Linked DNA regions of Mus musculus: region 1 is linked to region 2. A link is a contact called in public Hi-C data. All regions are on one chromosome and are shown on one strand. The core of a region is the stretch at or near the end of the contact, and the rest is flanking DNA. Distances in the headings are between cores, read along the strand shown.

Region 1 (6,647 bases), core at 2,484-4,983, 3.5 Mb after region 2:
ATTGGAAAAAAATCTTCACTAACTCCACATCTGACAGAGGGCTAATATCCAAAATATATAACGAACTCAAGAAGTTAAACTCTAACAAACGAAATAACCCAATTAAAAAATGGAGTATAGGGGCATGAGAGATGGCTCAGTGGGTTAGAGTACTGACTGATCTTCTGAAGGTACTGAGTTCAAATCCCAGCAACCACATAGTGGCTCACAAACACCCATAATGAGATCTTATGCCCTCTTCTGGAATGTTTGAAGATAACTACAGTGTATTTATGTATAATAATAAATCTTTAAAAATGGAGTATAGAGCTAAACAGAGAATTCTCAACAGAAGAATCTTGAAAGTCTGTGAAGTACTTAAAGAAATGTTCAATATCCTTAATCATCAGGGAAATGCATATCAAATCAACCCTGAGAGTCTACCTTACACCAGTCAGAATGGCTAAGGTCAAAAACACAAGCAATAGCACATGCTGGAGAGGATGTGGAAAAAGAGGAACATTCTCCATTGATAGTGGGATTGCAAACTTGGACAAACACTCTAGAAATCAATGTGTCTGTTTCTCAGAAAACTGGAAATAGTTCTACCTATATCACCAAGCTATACCACTCCTGGGCATATACCCAAAAGATGCTCCAACATACCACAAGGTCACATGCTCCACTATGTTCATATCAGCTTTATTCATAAGAGCCAGAAACTGGAACCAACCCAGATGTCCTTCAACTGAAGAATGAATACAGAAAATGTGGTTCATTTACACAAATGAATAGTACCCTACTGTTAAAAACAAGGACATCAAGCCAGGTGTGGTGGCACACGCCTTTAATCCCAGCACTTGGGAGGCAGAGGCAGGCGGATTTCTGAGTTTGAGGCCAGCCTGGTCTACAGAGTGAGTTCCAGGGCTACACAGAGAAACCCTGTCTCAAAACAAAAACAAAAACAAAAACAAAAAACAAACAAAAAAACCAAAAACCAAGGACATCATGAATTTTACAGGCCAATGGATGGAACTAGAAAATATCATCCTGAGTGAGGTAACTCAGACCCAAAAGGACATGCATGGTATGTACTCAAGAAGTACACAGAATGGTGTGAGGGGTGGGGTGGGGTAGGATCAAGTACAGGGATAGACAGGAGAGAAGGTCAGAGGGCCAGGAGAATGAATGTAAATCTTCAGCTGTGGGGATGGGGGTGTAAGTTGGGGGAGGGGAGAATCTCTAGGGTGTCCCATAGAGGAGGCTCCCAGAAAGTCAATGAGGGTGAGCTTAGCCAAGATTCCTAACAGTGGGGACATGAAACTAGCAGAGGCCACCTCTTGTAGCCAGACAAAACTCTCAGTGGCGGGATAAGGACATCAACCCACCCACAAAAGTTTGACCCCAAATTTATCCTGTCTAAAGGAAATGCAGGGATAGAAAAATTCCATGAACAAGCACTAATCCCTGACGTTATTAATGAATGATACTCTGTTATGCTTGCAGACAGGAGCCTAGCATACCTGTCCTCTGAGAGTCTCTATCCAGCAGTGGACTGAAACAGATGCAGATACCCACAGCCAAACATTGGACGGTGGTCTGGGACTCTTATGGAAGAGTTGGGGGAAGAATGAAGGCCCAGAAGGGGAAGGGAGCTCCAGCGCAAGACCAAGAGAGTCAACTAACCTAGGGGCACTCAGAGACTGAAGCACCAACCAAAGAACACACAGACTGAAAAGAGGTTCCAGGCACATAGGTAGCAGGCAAGCACCTCAGGCTCCATGGCTGCCCTATCTGGCCTCAGTGAGAGAGGATGCACCTAATCTGGCAGAGACTTGATTATGTGCTGTGTTGGGGGGAGGGGTACCCAGAGGGGCCTCCACCCTCTCGGAGGAGAAGAGAAGAGGGGATGGGAGGAGAGACTCTGTGAGGGAGGGAGCAGGAGCAGGAGTAGTTTTGGGGATGTAAATAAATAAATAAATCCTAAGACAAAAATATAAAATTGATAAATCAAATATTGCTGCTGTTGCTAATCAGTTCAGTTAGTGCAGTTCCAGCATGAGGGGAAAGGGACTGGGACCCTGTCTATTTTGCTCCAATCTATCAATTGCTTAGGACCAAGAGAATGAAGTCCTCATTAACACACACACTTTCTCCACCGGAAACAACTCCCTTATTGATCTTTCCTAGGCCTTGCTCTCATCCAGACCAGATATTTGTCATATTTCTATATTTTATGTTCACTGTCAAGCCTTTTTTTTTTTTTTTCTTGTGAGGCAATAAGCAAACAAATCCATCCGAAAGGTCAGGATGGATGAAACGGAACCAAAGCTTTCCAAGCCTACAGGTGGACCGGATAGGCACTATGCAGTGAAGTGAGGAGGCAGATGAAGTCAGCAGTTTTCAAAGCACAGAGCCTAACACTCTTCCCAAGGTGCCATTGCTTAAAAGCCTACTCGTTACAAAAGCTGAAAATGTTCAACCGGTACTTGGGAAAAGAATGGAAAATCTCCAGTCACAAGTCTCTGCAGTGTTACTACTGTAGCTGACTGACTGGGGATGGTGTGAGCTTTCAAAGAGACAGCCACACAGCAGCAGCGCGCATCTCCGGACAGAGAAGCCTGCCAGGGCCTAGTCTCTGCTTAAGCTGACTTCCACGCAGCAAAGGGTGAAACAGAGTATTCCCGCACTGTACCCCAACAGTGCCAAGGAGGTCTGTAACATGCTGTACACGCTCTCCAAGCCCCTCCCTCAGTGACAGCGCACGCCCGCGGGGCCCATTACCATCCTGCAGAATGAGGGTGGGTTGCACTGCCTGCACTCGGAACTGCCTGGCCCTCCAGCCAGGGCTGGGCGCCCGCACCACCTCGCTGTCAGAAAGCCAGGTCACGGTCTCAAAGTTGTCCCCGCGAGCCAGGGCCTCGGCCTCGGCGCGGTGCACAGCCACCTGGTCGAACTGATAGAGACCGCCGGAGTGATCGAAGTGCACGTGGGTGGCCACGGCCAGCAGTGGCCGGCGTCCTGCATCCTCTTTAGACCCGCAATCCTGCAAGAGGCCAGAGGAGTAGAGGTACTCCGGAAGGCTGCGCAGCCCCAGGCCAGTGTCTATCACCACGTCCTGCTCCGAGCCGCGCACCAGCCAAATGTTGGCCCGGTTGCCTGACTCGTAGAACCGTTCTTGAATCCAGAAGATGCCATCGCCCAGAGACTTGTGGGCATACCACTCGAGCGCCGACATGCTGCTGCGCAGGGGTGCGGCCGGGCTAGGTGGGTGTGCCTCCCACAGGCAGTCCAGGACTCGCTGCTGCTGCTGCTGCTGCTGTTGCTGCAGAGCCGGAGGAGCTACTCTCAGCTCCGGAGGAGGTGCGATCGAGGGGCGGGGATGCGGAAGGGAGCGTGGATAGGACGCTGCGACACTGCCCAGATCACCTGTTCCGCGCCCTCCCGTCCGAGCCGCAGAGCGCAGGCTGCACCCCAGTTGCCGCAGCTTCTGCAGCCGCAGCACCAAGGCAGTAACGCAGGCTGCTGAAGCGGGGAGGAGACACCGGGCAATGCTGCCCTGCTCGGGGTTCTACTGCAGGGGCCGGGAGAGATGCGTGGGAAGCGACACACAGGACCGCCCCCACACGGGCAGCGGGGGGCTGTGCACTCGCCGCCGGAGCCCAGAGTGAGGCCGAGCCTGTTGGAGGCTGACTACGGCGCCTGCCAAGGGCTAAAAAGCTCTCTTCCGGGGGTGTGGCCTCGCGGGAGTGGGCGGGGCTTCCAGTGCGCTCTGCTGCGCCGTAGCCGCGTGCGGTGTGGGGCGCGCTACTCCGGAGGTAGAATCTGCGGCTCCTTGCTGGAGGGGCTGCCGGCTTTCTTGCTTCCTCTGCTGCACCGTGTGCTCAAGCCTCGAGACTTGGCTAGCAGGTAACTGGAAGCTATCCCGTTCTGGGCAGGAGGTGAAGAGGGTAGAAGGGAGTTGATGGGGCACGTGGAGAACGTGGTGGCCGGGTATCCGGAGCCAACATTCATGAAAGCCCCTCTGGAGTGACTTTGGGAAGTATCCCTACCTCCCCAAAGCTGCTGCTGCGGTCTTCCAAACCGTTTAAAGTTTTCGTAGCCAGATCTCCCAGCTTTCCGGTGGGTTTGTTCTCAGTGAGAAAGAAGGGAGTTTATCCTCTTACAAGAGAAGACTATGCAAATCTGACGACTGTGTTTTTTCTTCATTCAAAGTTTGGCGGCAGTTTGCTGATAAGGGCATACTTACCGTCGCTTCTGTTTTCTTAATTGTTGGCACCCTTGATAGTGAGGAGAGGGGTTGGTGATAAAATTTTTCTTTAAAAAGAAAAACCTAAATGGCCGTCATAGTTCTGGGTGGTTCTTTGCTCTTTGAAGAGAGCAGAGAAAGTTAGAGCTTAAGGAAAGGCGGAGCACTTTGAGGGGACATGAAAAGTGGATAGGGACTGGGTGTGGCCTTGCAAGCCACCAGAAATCACCCCCACTGTCAGTATCAAGTCCCTGCGCTTGCACCCAACCACTAGCTATTGATACATCTATTTCGGATTAAGAAATCCCTTTGAGAATTTGACTAACCTTCAGAAATTATAAAGAGACCCACGGGAGAGCATTATAAAGGATAATTAGGAAGATTCTTACTGTGGTATCTCCTAATAAGTTTCCTAGAGGGAGAACTGTACTTCCAACACTCCAAAACTCTCTGGTGGGTGTAGGAGCAGGTCACTGCCCTTTTGAGTATTTTGCTAATCTCATCGGTTATGCAGTTGGGACCATTCTTAGCACGAGTGCCTCAGCTAAATGGTGTGTGACAAGCAGAAAACTGTTTAAAAACAAAAAAAAGTCTGATGTGAGTTCTCGAGAATCTGAGGAAGCTAACACCTGTACACAAATACTTGTTATATAATGCAAAAAAAATGCAAAAATTGGATTCTACTTATAGATGGACTAGTGAATGATTGCACTGGCCTTATCGAATGCATTTTCTGCAGAGAAACACAGTGCCCTCTGTACTTTGTTTTTGCTGCAGAAGGGGGCCACTCGGTAAGATGGCACAGTGTTGTTTCTTGGCCATAAGCTCAGAAAGAATTCAGAGATGACTATCTGGCTTGTGGCAGGCTCTAGAGTCCTTTGGACCTACAGTTCCCAATGACACTTTGTTTTCTACTTTTCAGTATGACTCTGCTTCTCATCGTAATTACATTTAAGCTCAGACAGTCCTGAGAGAGGCAGAACTTCTTCAACTAGTTTTTCTGGCCTGGTTCCTGCTTCATTTTCACACCACCTATCAGGTTCTGACAGGTTCTCTAAAGTATATTTTGCCCACTTCCCATACTCGATCGTAAACTCCATTAAAAGCAGAGATGTTATTTTGTTTGCCTCTGTATTTCCAACAGTGAGAGGATGGTTTGGCCCAGAGGTTAGGCTTAGAGTTGGGTCTTTATCAAGACCTCAGTGGATAGTTACTTGGTGAGAAGCAGAAGTTAAATGTCCTAAGCTCTGTTAATTGAAGAGAATGACATATCAGACGATTAGCCTTCTGTTAAATTGATGAGATGAATTGTTAGGGACATAACAATTATCTGGACATAAAATGCCTACGATGTTTCAGAGGGTCGATGTTAAAGGCCTGAGCTAACGCAGAAAAAAGGGGAATAATAGAGAACACACTGCTAATAGTCTTCTGTTAGGTGATCAAAGGAGACAGCCAGAGTGGAATGAGTCAGGCTCGTGATTAGAGCAAGTTTAGGTCATTCTTCAGAAAGATACTGTGACTTGGCTTTCGCTGTCTCCCCTGGCCTCCAGCTACTTGAACATTTAAATGAGCAAGGTTGTGTGTACAAGAGGATGTTACATTTCAGTCACAATTATAACTCACAACATTTTAGATCTAGGAAGAATTGCAGAGGTGAGCGCACCATCTTCCAGGAGATTATGTGTACAGTTGGTTTGGAGAGACTTGAACAACGCCCATTTTCAGATCTCTTGGAACAGATTCTGAACGGAAGTTTTGAGGCAGGACTCTGAGCTGGCAGTCAGGCAGCATCCTGAGGTGATGGTGGCAGTGCTGCTTTGTCGATCTAGTGTTTTCGATTTCAGATTTGGGGCTGGAAAGACGACCCGAGTTCAGTTCCTAGCGACCACAGCGAGTGGCTCACAAGCCCTGATGGCCTGGCATCCTCTTCTGACCTGCCTGGGCACCTGCATTTCTCCGCACATACCCACACACATTTTAAGATTTTGAAATTCAGAACTTTTTGCAGTTGCCAATTTCCCTCATTGATCTGGGATTAAAAAAATAGGTTGTTGCCGGGCAGTAGTGGTGCACGCCTTTAATCTCAGCACGTGGGAGGCAGAGGCAGGCGGATTTCTGAGTTCAAGGCCAACCTGGACTACAAAGTGAGTTCCAGGATAGCCAGAGCTCTACAGAGAAACCCTGTCTCGGAAAAACAAACAAACAAAAAAATAGGTTGTCAATGACTTTAGACATGTGTTCCCAGAAGTAAAATATAGGTAGGGCATTGAAAGGCCTTCCTCCGCCTGTGTACGCTCACCTTTGGTAGGAATTGTTTGAGATGAGATCAGATGACCTTTATAACCATTTCCTCTTCTACAAAGCAAGGAGGTTGAATCTACTGTGATTCTTCGTTTAGCCAGGACCAAATAATGAA
Region 2 (6,406 bases), core at 1,133-3,632:
ATATCAGTTTGGCAGATTTTCAGAAAATCAGGATTAGTTCTACCTTAAGACCCAGCAATACCACTTCCCGGCATATACCCAAAGGATGCACCACTATACCACAGGGACACTTGCTCAACTGTGTTCACAGCAGCTTTATTCATAATAGCCAGAAACTGGAAGCAACCTCAAGTGAAAGGCCAACCAATGACTGGCTCAATTTGAGACCCATTCCATGGGAAAGAGCCAACCCGACACTATTACTGATACTCTGCTGTTCTTGCAGATAGGAACCTAGCATAACTGTCTCCTGAGAGGCCTCATCTAGCAACAGATGGAAACAGCTGCAGAGACCCAGAGCCAGACATCAAGAAGAGCTTGGGGAGTTTTATGGAAGAGTGGTGGAATTGAGCAGGCCAGAGTTGTAAAGGACTCCATAGGAGGGTCTACGGAGCCAACTAATCTGGGCCCATGGGGCTCACAGAGACTGAACCACCAAAGAGGGCTGGATCTAGCTCCCCAACCCTCCACATTTGTACCACATGTGCAGCTTGGTCTTCATATGGGTCCCCTAACATCTGGAACAGGGGCTGTCTCTGACTCTGTTGCTTGCCATTGGATCCCCTTTCCCAACCAGAATGACTTGTTGGGCCTCAGTGGTAGAGATGCTTAGTCCTTCTGGGGCTAGATGTCACAAGGCAGGGTGGTACCCAAAGGAGGAGGGGCTTCCCCTTCTCTGAGAAGGGAAGGGAGTATTGGTCAGAAGAATTTGCAAACGGCAGGAATGAGAAGAGGTGGTGTGCTATTGGGATATAATGTGAAAAAAAAATTATGGAGGAAAAAGAAGGGAAAAGTCTAGTTCAATTCTCTCAAGCCAGCTAACAAGCATATTCTTCTCTCCCATCACTTACCACAACAGACCGTGGCATAGCTGGTTTAAACACTGAACAGAATTCCAATAATCTTTTTTCATAGTACTTGCAAAGTGTCAATTCTTCATGAGGCTCCAGAAACACTGGATCATTTGGAAGAACCTTTAGACAGAGCAGACATTTCAATGTAAGGTCAGTGAATTCATTGTAAGACCGTCTTATCTGTCCTGCTTAAATTGGACTTATACCACCAACAAAAAATAGACCTGAAGCTTTCTCTCTTTGTTAAGTTTACTAAGCATCAAGCAAAATATCTAGGAGAAGAATAAGCAAAAATCAATAAACTGAATCTAGGCTTTCATTTTACAAGTTCTCAAACTGTCAGCTGGACATTTTTAAACAGTCATGACAGAGTATGTGTCAATTCACTCCCAGGTTTGATACCATTATTTGTAAATTAAAAAAAAAATACATATTTTCATGGGTTGGAACTCTCCCAAAGTAGCTTTTGCAGTAAATCCATATGTCACCAAAATTAAAATAACTCAGTTCATTGTCTACCTGTTTTGTTGGTACAAATTTTATTTGCCTGAAATTTGTAGAAGCTACTATAAAGTTATCCAGGGCCGTACACAGAAATGAATGGGAGAGTTGTAGGAAGACCTGGATAGAGGCCCATAGAACACGCATTACTTGTGTCAACTATTTTCTTTCCTTGTACAACCTTCTGTGTGAAGGTTGTTTCTGGAAAGCAGATCCAACAAGCCATCATCCCCCCATTTCAAGTCTTTGAAAAGTTCCTTTCAGTTTTGGCAAGAATTTCAACCGCCTTACACTTCCGCTTACAAAGTTGCTTGTGCACGTTCTTCAACCACTGCTGCAGAGGTACAGCTTCATCCATGAGTGACCACCAGCACTCCAGGCACTTGCCTGCCAGTCTGACTTTCCACTAGACACCAGCCTATGTGTGTGCCCTCCCTCCTGCCATCTACAGAGAATGATTTGTCGTGACATCCTGCAGGACAAGTGACCAGTTCGAGTCCCGCACTAAGTCCGCACTCTTCCAAGGCTCTTGCCAGTCCCCAGGATGTCACTCAGACCTCTGCCACCGCCAGCCCCGGACTTGGCTGTCGCGTCAGTCCCTGTCTGCACTGACACAGCCAGGCGAGCGCTCTACAGGCTTCCAGCCTGCAGGCAAAGCGGGACTTCAGGAGAGGTCCCAGGTTTAGGGTGGGCACAGGGGCTGGCTCGCGGGGACCTCACCTTCCCGTTAGCCACAGCTTTGCACTTGAATTTGCGGTTGGCGTCCGCCCGCAGGCGCGCCAGCTGCTCCTCGCTAGCGAAGGTCCAGTGCCGTTTCTGGCTGCTGCTGTGATACATGCTGTAGCCCTCACGGGCCGCAGGGCCGCGACAAAAACAGCGACACTCCGAGAGACAGCGACCACGAGCGACGGCCAACGCGCGAACCCCCGCCCCCGCCCAGACCGCGGACGCGTGCGTGACGTCCCGGTCACGTGCCAGCGTCTGCTCTGGAGTTTCCGGAGCCGGTGGGAGGTGTTCCGCAACGAGGGAGGGCGGAGCCTCGGGGCTCCCAGGCTTTGGGGAGGAGTCTGAAGGGCGTGACCCAGGAGGGTCAGAAAGTGGGCGTGGCCGCAGGGATCCAGGTTCCAGAGGACGCCTGGGCACAAAGAACCATAAGCCTTCATTTCTTTATTTTTTATTTTTATTTTATGCCCATTGGTGTTTTGCCTGAATGTATATCTGTGTGACAGCTTCAGATCCCTTGGAATGGGAGTTTCAGACAGTTATGAACTGCCCTGTGGGTGCTGGGAATTGAACCCAGTTCATATGGATGACACAGTCAGTGCTCTTAACCACACATACACACACACACACACATATATATGTATGTATGTATATATATGGATGGTGACGTGGTTATAGGTAAAAGTGGGAGGTGAGCACAATGGATTCTGGGAATATGGTGGCTATTGTCTTGGCAACAGGTCTGTGGGTCTCGCCTACATGATGTCACGAGTTTCAGAGGTCCTGATACCAACAGGGAGAGCACAAAGCAATCCCCCCACTGCCATAATTTGTGCAGTAGAGTTTCCTCTCATTTTTCCTGCCTTTCTCAGCTCCTTATTGTCTCATTATATACTAGAAATCCATATTTAGTTCATGGTGGTTTCAAATTTATGATCCTCCTGCCTAAGCCTCTCAAATTCTGGAAACACAGCCATGCATCAATGCCCTCTTTACATAATCTTTAGGCCACATTTTGCTGCATCTAATTGGAGATTATTCAAACAAAATGCATTCTAGTCTTCCTAGAAAAGGAACAAGTAAATTAACAGCTCAATGACAAAGATACTACTGTTTCATTGGACACCACCAAGACATAAATTATTAACTGGAAATTTTTCAGTGCTTTTTAAAAAAATAAACACAAATGTCTTTGTACAGCAGTTCTTAAACTGTGCTATGTACTATTTGTAGACAGACTAAGTTTTTTGAGCACCAATATAACTTGTAATCCAAGAGTTGTAATCAAAGATCTGGCTTTACAGAGCATTTATTGCCTCTTGGTCTTCAAAGAAAGGTTTTATGTACTTCACTAAAGTTACCTGCAAGACCGTCCTCTGCCACATATGAGGCCAGCACCGTGGGTCAATCAATGTGTACTCTTTAGTTGGTGGTCCAGTCCCCAGGAGCTCCAGGAGGTCTGGCCTGTTGACACTTGCTCCCTCCATGGGGCTGCAACCCCCCATCAGCTCCTTCAGTCCTTTCTCCAACTCCTCCACAGGGGACCCCTGAGCTAAGTCCAGTGGTTGGCTGCAAGCATCTGCCTCTGGAAGAGCATCTCAGGAGACAGCCATATCAGGCTTTCATCAGCAAGCACTTCCCAGCACTCACAATAGGGGCTGGGTTTGCTGGCTGTATATGTGATGTATCCCCAAGTCAGTCAGTCTCTATCTCGATGGCATTCCCTTCAGTCTTTCTCCACACTTTGTCTACATATTTCCTTCTGTGAGTAATTTGTTCACCCTTCTAAGAAGCACTGAAGCATCCACATTTTGGTCTTCCTTCTTCTTAGGCTTCCTATGGTCTGTGAAATGAATCTTGGTTATTCTAAACTTTTGGGCTAATATACACTTATCAGTGAGTACATACCTTGTATGTTCTTTTGTGACTGAGTTACCTCACTCAGGATGATATTTTCAAGTTCTATCCATTTGCCTAAGAATTTCATGAACTCATCGTTTTTAGTATCTGAGTAGTACTCCATTGTGTAAATGTACCACATTTTCCATATTCATTCCTCTGTTGAGGGACATCTGGGTTGTCACAATGTAGGGGAATGTGAGGATGAGAAGACAGGAGTGGGTGGGTGGGTGGGTGGGTAGAAGAGCACCTTTATAGAGACAGGAGAAGGGGGGGATGTGATAGGTGGGTTCCGAATGGGGAGACCTGGAAAGGGGAAAACATTTGAAATGCAAATAATGAAAAAAAGATATCTGCAAGAGCACACATAGTGCTGGGAATTCTTTTCTTGCTTTGGGGAAATTTTCCCATTTCTTAAAGTTTTATCCTAGAAACCCTAGGACAAGGAGAAAATTAAAAGAATTCAAGATTGTGTTTTCTCAACAGGAAAGGAAGAAAAGGGGACCAGAAGAATAAGGGATCAATTTTACTTATATAACTTGGAGTAATTTTTGCATGTCGGTGTGTGTATGGTATATGTGTGCATGTATGTATGCATGTATACATGTGTCACATGCATGTAAAAGTCCAAAGTTGATGTTAGGTATCTTCTTCAATCTTTCTCCATTGTATTAATTGAAGCATCACCTTTCAATGAAACCAAAGTTCCGCATTTCCTGCTAGGCTGACTACATACTCCCCATCTCTGCATTAAGAGTGTTGGGCAAGGTTACAGGTGGCTAACAAGCATACTAGTTTTCACTTGAGTTTTGTGTATCCTAACTCTGGTCCTCACAGTTGAAAGACAAATGCTTAATCCACTGGGCCAACCTCTTATCTCCAATTTAGAGTATTTTAAGTTGAATCTTGATTACATTTTCTTAACTTACCACCTTTATTTCATCAACACAAAGTTTCTGATTTTGGTGACACACAATAAAGGAAGTTAAAGAAAAATAAATAAACAAAGCCAGGAATGGTGGTGAATGTCTAAGGAATCTGTGTTCAAGGTCAGCCTGGAACAAAGCAAGTCCCAGATCCAGGCTTGGTAGTACACACCTTTAATCTGGGCTACACCTTCTGCTATGTAAGGACATTGGAAGAAAGCAGGAGGATCAAGAGTTAAAGGCCATGATATAATGAGTTTAGGTCAGTCATGACACTCCTATCTAAATCTTAGTTTTTAAAAGAAAGTGAATTACATTTAAGCTCACAGAAATAATATGTACTTTAAAGTTTGATGTGATTCTATATTCCTTTAGCTACTGATTTGGTTTCTAACATTTTTTAATATAGACCTACAAATTATATTGTGAAACCAATAAATCCATTACAATTTTATTTTTCTACCATACAATTAACATTGATTCTAAAATCCTTTTCTACTTTTACCCCCAATATTTTTCAATTTTTTTATTGGATATTTCCTTCATTTACATTTCAAGTGCTATCCCAAAAGTCCCCTATACCCTCCCCCACCCTGCTCCCCTACCCACACACTCCTGCTTCTTGGCCCTGGCATTACCCTGTACTGGGGCATATAAAGTTTGCAAGACCAAGGGGCCTTTCTTCCCAATGCTGGCAGACTAGGCCATCTTCTGCTACATATGCAGCTAGAGACATGAGCTCTGGGGGGGGTACTGGTTAGTTCATATTGTTGTTCCACCTATTGGGGTACAGACCCCTTCAGCTCCTTGGGTACTTTCTCTAGCTCCTCCATTGTTACCCCCAATATTTTAAGTTACCACTAAGAAAAAACAAGGAGATGTCTATAGCTAATACTTTCTCCAAAATACATCAAAATAAATGGAAAAGAAAGAAAAGAGGTAAAGAAATTATCTTTGATCTAAAGGGGCCTAAGTAGCACAGTCTATGAGGCCTACTACTCAGAAGGCTGAACCAGGAGGACAAAACTTCAGGTCAGCCTGGGTAATTTCATACGATTCTACATCAAAATAAGTGAAAGGGGGGCTGAAAATGGAGCACATATGGCTGTATGAGGGGCAGACCACTTACTTGACCAACCCAGAAAATACGGGGTTCAGACTCCACGACTATAATAAAATATGGTAATTAATAAAAAATAAATGGAAGTATCTTTCATTTTGTATGATAGCCCAAAACTGTTACCCTTTTTTTTTTTTTTTTTTGACTATTTAAAATGAAGGGTAAACCTTGCCACCACATCTTCATTTCAAGAGGTCGTTAGGCCTAACTTATTATGATGTTTGGTGTCTGTAACCCTGTCTAATTTGCCCACCAAATCTTCCATTTGGAAACCTACCCTGTTGCACTTAGCTACTAAGGCTGTATGTAGTCTATCATGTCCTCACAGCTTTCCCGAGCCCGGA

Evidence for each region. A called contact is a pair of places that touch in the nucleus more often than the background predicts.
Region 1: a Hi-C map of B cells shows a contact between it and region 2, with 7 read pairs. The contact joins the promoter of Polr3g here to the promoter of Ccnh in region 2. A contact is called at or near these places in 1 of 39 promoter capture datasets (pre-B cells) and 1 of 484 Hi-C or Micro-C datasets (B cells).

The regions. Positions count from the first base shown.
Region 1 is chr13:81,708,099-81,714,745 of GRCm38.p6, reverse strand. It overlaps Polr3g (polymerase (RNA) III (DNA directed) polypeptide G), which reads left to right and starts at 3,733. Exons shown (of 8, transcript NM_001081176.1): 1 at 3,733-3,888. It overlaps Mblac2 (metallo-beta-lactamase domain containing 2), which reads right to left and starts at 3,329. Exons shown (of 2, transcript NM_028372.1): 1 at 2,764-3,329. The coding sequence starts at 3,217.
Region 2 is chr13:85,185,361-85,191,766 of GRCm38.p6, reverse strand. It overlaps Ccnh (cyclin H), which reads right to left and starts at 2,382. Exons shown (of 9, transcript NM_023243.6): 1 at 2,115-2,382; 2 at 891-1,013. The coding sequence starts at 2,231.